Linked DNA regions of Hordeum vulgare: region 2 is linked to region 1. The links are chromatin contacts, called in public Hi-C maps. All regions are on one chromosome and are shown on one strand. The core of a region is the stretch at or near the end of the contact, and the rest is flanking DNA. Distances in the headings are between cores, read along the strand shown.

Region 1 (3,121 bases), core at 272-2,771:
TTGTGTAATGAAAGTGAGTATCATGTTACAAGACACGAATAATAGCACAAATTCAAGCAAGCCAGAAGAGTACACTGCATTACTTGAGGGAAGTAGCATTATCATTAGATTTTTCCGAGTGGTGTGAAATAAAACAATTGTGAGGCTGTCAAACATTTAGCCCAAACTTATTTTGCAATGCCAAGCCTCTATCCATGTTCCAAGGGGAGCAGAGACAACAAAACTGCAATAACAACCGATGACTATGTGCACCAAATGTATATGCAGTCACCAAAAGAACTTTACTGATCCTGCCCTACATGCACTAATCATTGCCACCGACTGACACCTTACCTGCTTTCTGTCTGCAATAATTCAGCTACTTTTTGCACCCAACCTTATGTATGCATGACCTAAAACCATCTTTTCTAAATAAAGAGCCAAAGTAAGCAACCAAATAAAGCATGCCATTTTTATAGCTCCTAAAACTATGTCATAATGGAGCAGGGATAGCAAAATTCCTTGTCCCAACACCATTATTATTTGTGACAATTATGAGCCGAATCATTCCAATCATGTTCGGTCATAATTCCTTCAAATCATGGTCAGTCCTATACTCCTATGTGCATCAACCAAACTTGAATGTTTGACTTCCAGGAGAAAAAAATTCTCATCTCCGTACAGGCTCATATTTTGGCATGACCTCATTGGTAATCTAATCCTAGATAGTATAATAGTATTAAATATGATTGAACAGACCCAACTAGTATAACACGTAGTATTAATAAATAAGATTATATGACTAACTGTACCTAGCAAGGTAAAATATTTATTGAAGTTCTAGTAGTACTACTGAACTAACTGGCTTTAAATAAAACAGAGAGTTTTTTTATGGCAGTGGGGTTCTAGCGCTCTTCTTCCACGCAGGGACGAAAACACCCCAAAAAAAAAAACTGAAAAATTCTTGCCGGACCGCCCATGATATCATGGCACAACGAGACCGAGTTGTCCTACTAATCCACGGAACGAACTACAAGGGGGATTTCCATCTTTGGTTGGCTGCTACCTCAGTCCCAGACCAAAATTAGATTCTTCCTGCAACTGACTGTACATCCACGGGAACGAAACCGACAGGAAAAACCTCGAAAATTAAACGGAGAAAAGCACCGCAGAAACCGTCGCCCAATCTCGCATCGGACGAAGAATCAAGAACTCGGCAGGCCGCCGCAGCCCAGACGTGCTGAAACAGGAGAGATTAATGGCGGATTGAAGCGGGAGGGGAGGAAGCTTACTCGATCGCGCGGGCGGGGGTCGTGCGTGCGGACGAAGCGATCGGGGGCCTCCTTTCGCGGCGATTCGGATCTCCGGTCTTGGTGCTCGCGATTTCTGGCTTCCTTCTTTTCTTCTTCTCCTCTAGGGGAGGGAGAAGGAGAAGGAGAGGTGTGGTGTACGTGTGCTTGGGTTTTTGTCCGGCCCGTGAGTCCACTGGACGGTCGGACACTTCACACCTGGGATTGGGATTTGATTACTGCGTGCGAGGAGCGGATGGGAGTGGGACTCCTTTTTTTTGGCGGAGAGCCCCTCTCGTTTTGTTCGAAAACTAAGGGTGTCACCGTGGATTTGTTCGTTTTGTTCGTTTTGTTCGAAAACTGGTTTTTCAATCTACTCACAGGTGCTGATTTTAGGATGGATTTTTTAGGAGACGATTTTAAGCTGGATTTTGGGGGGCGGCCAATTGGTGGGTCACCGTGGGCGGTGGGCTAGTATCGGCGATCAAGATTGCACCGTACCAATACCATGGATTATGCATGGAGAGCAATTTTGATTTACGTGTTATCTTATCAAACTTTTGTATTTGTGGATTTTGGGATCGTGTTGTTCACAATTGATGACAGTTTGACCACGCATCAAAATGTCAATATATATCATACCCATAAAAATAAAGACTAGAGTACAATATATCATAGGATGTTGACTGCGCTTAGTACTGATCTAAAATTTTCAACAAATACGAGGTGTCAAACGGAAAGCCTGGTGGATATATTGTGCCGGTACTGCAGTTTAGTTAGCAGTCGAACTCGAACTGTTTAAAGGCTTTTTGGAGGTAGAACTAGTGGCTTTGAATGGAGTTGAGACATTTTTGTAACTAGCATACGTATCTCACATGTACGCACCGCTCATTTACGATAATAATGATCATAACTTTCCTAAATAAACCGTGGGGGATTTGGCGTGGAAGGTGGAAAGGGCAGAGAGATTCCAGCAGCAGCGAGGCTTTCGGTGAGCGAAAACGGCGACCTGACGCGACGCATCCTCCGTCCGTTCTCGCTAAGATCGAGACGTAGGCCGGACGAGCGTGACGTGCTAGAGCCTGGACGTGGAGCCGTTGGACTTTGGAGGTGACACAAAAATCGCTGAATTATTTGACGGAGATGTCCCACATTTTCGCTTCCGCTGCGAGAGGCTAATTATGTGCTGGCTGGGTGGCTGGGCAGAGATCGCGGCGCCAGCGAACACGTTCTCGTCGGCACGCGGAAGAGCCCGTCTCCGTCGCCGTCGTGGAGCCTGTGACGGGAGTAGCAAACAAACAGGTTGTAGCAATCCAGTGGCGAGTGGCGACGGCGAGCCGGCGACACGCATGTGGACGTGGAGCTGACACGGCCGGAGGGGCAGGCGGCGACGGCGCGGGCGGATGGATGGATGGCTCCGGCGCGGTCCGCGTGCTCCAACCTCCGGGTTGAAGCGAGAGGCGGGGACACGGGGGGGCCGTGCCCCAGCTACACCACCGCACCGCACACGCCCGCCTGCTGGTCCCCCGACTCCTGGGCCGGGCGCCGGTGTGTGTGTGGGTAGGCAGGGCATTTTTCAGAGTCTGGAAGCGGGTTCAGAAAAAGGGACGACGGTGCTGTAGCGCTGACGGTCGGAAAGAAGCAGCAGGGGGAAGGGGGACTGTGCTGCACTGCAGCAACCTTTGTTCGTTAGCTGACGGTGTACCGTGTAGGTCGGCACGTACCGTGGGGTACTCTTTCTCCACATTCTGGTTAGATGCTCCTAAATGCTGGGGGTCCATCCACTTGTCGGCCCATCACAGACGTCATTTGCTGCTAGTAGGTGGTTTTGGTGGCCAAACCGAAGGTACCGG
Region 2 (3,121 bases), core at 410-2,909, 290 kb after region 1:
AACCTAAACAGTGTGTGGATTTTCCTTTTGCTTCATGACCATGCACAAAGATGACTGTTATCACATTAAATCAGGCCATTAATCCAAAACCCGCCTCCAGTGAGCTAGCCATAACAGTGTTCGTTACCCTTCTTCTCTTGTGCATTCATGGATGATGAACTGCCTACAAAACAATGGGAACGTGTAGAGGTCAGAATGGTTTCATAAAAATATGAACATCGAATTCATCGAACAGCAATAGAACACAGATTGAAAGGTGGGGATATTTGTTTTCTCATTTACTTGATCATCCATAGTAGCGGTCAGCAGACTTTGAGTCGCTTGTTGCTGAGCGGTCGTCCTCTTGATTCTCCGGTTTCCCTCGCAATCGTTTCCTCGTCAACGAAGTTCTGATCCGATCCCTCTGATGAAATGCAGAGTAGTCCCCGCGTAAGGATCTTACTTACAATGTCACCCAGGCCCAGCCAACTCTAAGGAAACAGACTAGTTTGAAGACCTCTATTCATAATCTCGTACCACCTCTGTAAACAAATGTAAGACGCTTTACGATACTTCAGTGACCTATAAAACGTCTTACGTTTGTTTAAGAGGGGGTACCTAACAAGCTACAGCAAACAAGCATGTGCATCAATGAGAACTAATGGTGGTACCAAGTATCAACCCCGAGTGCATGTGCATCAATGGAGTAGAAGGACTGACAGGATGACATAAGTTTATTTATGGATGAACTAGTCGGTGCCGCAAAAAATTATTTATTCAGGACAGACATAAGTTGAACTAGCGCGATATGCACAGATACGAGATCATATCTCTGAGAAACAACGTACCTGCGGTGCTAGAAGGGGAACATCCGCGCTTGCCAAAATGGCACGGGGAAGATGGTCGAGAGGTCGTCGCACTTGATTGCGAGCCGGAGACTTGTGATGATGCATCATCATCTTCTTCTTCCATAGAAATCGTTTCTCCGTCTCCATGATTCCCGCAGCAAGGTGGTCTGCCCTGCCCAACCTTTGCTCTGTCAGCCTTGGACGGTTGCTTGGGCGTAGAAGCTCTTGGTCCTGGGGAGAGATGGAAGAGCCCCCTGAAGCCGATTTCACCGTCGTGCAACCGGTTCACGAACGACTCCTGCAACAAGCCCAGGTAGAGCATGTGCTTCTGGTCCGTCCATCCGGCAGACGAGCAAACCACCATCACGTCCTGCCAGAATAAAGAAAGAAACAGCTCCATGAATCCCATGATTCAGACCCACACAACAACCCCAAGTCCCCAACAAATCCGCAGGTAATTAGACCGACGAAGAAGAAGAAGGAGGAGGGCGCTTACCGGCAAGCGCGCGAGCTCCCGGAGACCGTCCACCTCCTCCATCGTCGTCTCCTTCCTTCAACTTCACCACCAACCAGAGAGGGAGAGGGAGAGGGAGAGGGAGGGAGGTGAGAGAAAAGAGAAAAGATCTCGAATGCTAGAGGCGCTCGGCTCGGCCGGCCGACGGACGTTTCTCTTTTATTTCCTTCGTGGCGCCGCTTTTCCACGTGGCCTCCGGTGGCGCGGTAAATATCCGCCACAGTGTCAGCTCGCGCGTGCGGGCAGGTGGGAGGGAGGGAGTCTCGCCGCGCTGCACCGCCTACCTCGTGGCTTGTTTATTCCGATCCGGACGGTTCGACGATGGTACTGCGGCCAAAGATATTTTCAGGCACCACCATCTCGCGTCTGGTACTAAGAAGAAAACGCTCCGGATATTTTTCCCCGACCCAACCAAACAAAAAAGAGACGATGATATTTTTCCGGTCGATGGTACTAACAAGGTTTTGGTTTCGAATGTGGGCATGGCCCGGTAACTGTCGTGACGTCGGTCCAACCTTTGTCCTTATAGCAACTTGTGTTATTCTGCGCCATCTTTTTGATCCCTTTCTCAGCTAATTAGACGACCAGATGCGTAAGAAGCCAGGTTAGTGCCACCGCCTTGCTTTGCTTTGGTTTCGTTTCCGCGATTTCTTTTACGAGAAGGGTCGGGTGCTATCCACTTCTACTTCTATCCATGGTTGATCATCATGGTTTTAGGCTGTCGCGGTCGCCGATGAGTTCGGTGGTCGCTATCTTCGACAGAGCGGAGCTGCGTCCGGTCAGAGACAAGATCGGCGAGGAAGACGGATAAGACTACGGACCCCGAGATATTTTCGCCGGCGCGCTGAAAAGATCTGCGTCGCCGCGGCGGCGCTGACGAGGCTGTGACGAGCTCTGACTTCACCCGCGTGGTGGCCTTGTGGGCTCAAAACCAGGGGGTGCGAGGTGACATGGACAGCGCCTGAAATAATAATACACTCTTTTAATCCATGCAGCGACTAGTACTCCTGTATATATAATGCAAAACAAATGGAGTACGACTCAACTACCTCCAAGGAGAGGAAGAAGCCGTTTCAATCACCCATGTGAAACAATGCACTACCAAAATATAATCATCTTTTCATCAAGAAACAAATTCAATTGTACTAATATTATATGCTTCCTCGCGTTCACCAACGAAGCACCATCTCGGAAAAGGAGAAACCATTTCAATCACCCATGTGAAACAATGTGCAGTACTACCAAAATATCAACGTCTTCTCATCTCTCATAATAATACAAATTCCCTCGTAATATATTATACTATATGCCCTCGCGTTCACAGACAGAGTACCATCTCGCAAGATGAAATATTGGCTAGAGCTTTTGTGTTTGGCGACATATCAATAATGCCAGAAACGTCATTTACGTTTCAACATGGGCACCAGGGAGTAGTATTAGTGTACATTGAGTCTGGGGAAGAAGTCATGATTGCGAAACATAAATACAAGAAGAAATTATGAAGATTGGGCAGAACAACTTATTCAGGATCAAACAACCACACCCTGTGAGGCTGTGACATTCCAACATTAATACATGATGGTGATGATGGTGTGATACCCAAATGAATCACCCAACCCCTCGAGTGTTTTATTTCCAAATCGTCGTTGGCACATCGAAAGAGGGGCAGCCAGCAGAAGAGCCCAAATATCATCTCCTGCCTCACTCAGGTCTTTGTGACGCCGCAAGCTCTTCCACCCGCTGCCGCATTTTGTACTGCAGCATGGGCGGGGCACAATCC

The links. A called contact is a pair of places that touch in the nucleus more often than the background predicts.
Region 2: a Hi-C map of leaf shows a contact between it and region 1, with 3 times the contacts expected there. The contact joins the promoter of LOC123425281 here to the promoter of LOC123425276 in region 1. A contact is called at or near these places in 4 of 6 Hi-C or Micro-C datasets (leaf and seedling) and 1 of 1 datasets of contacts at active chromatin or transcription factors (embryo).

What each region holds. Positions count from the first base shown.
Region 1 is chr2H:95,778,241-95,781,361 of MorexV3_pseudomolecules_assembly, forward strand. It overlaps LOC123425276 (protein WEAK CHLOROPLAST MOVEMENT UNDER BLUE LIGHT 1-like), which reads right to left and starts at 1,522. Exons shown (of 3, transcript XM_045108953.1): 1 at 1,272-1,522.
Region 2 is chr2H:96,071,422-96,074,542 of MorexV3_pseudomolecules_assembly, forward strand. It overlaps LOC123425281, which reads right to left and starts at 1,660. Exons shown (of 4, transcript XM_045108957.1): 1 at 1,324-1,660; 2 at 828-1,197; 3 at 283-403; 4 at 1-163. The coding sequence starts at 1,365. The coding sequence ends at 303. LOC123425283 (vacuolar protein sorting-associated protein 27) reads right to left here. Exons shown (of 10, transcript XM_045108959.1): 10 at 2,766-3,121. The coding sequence ends at 3,043.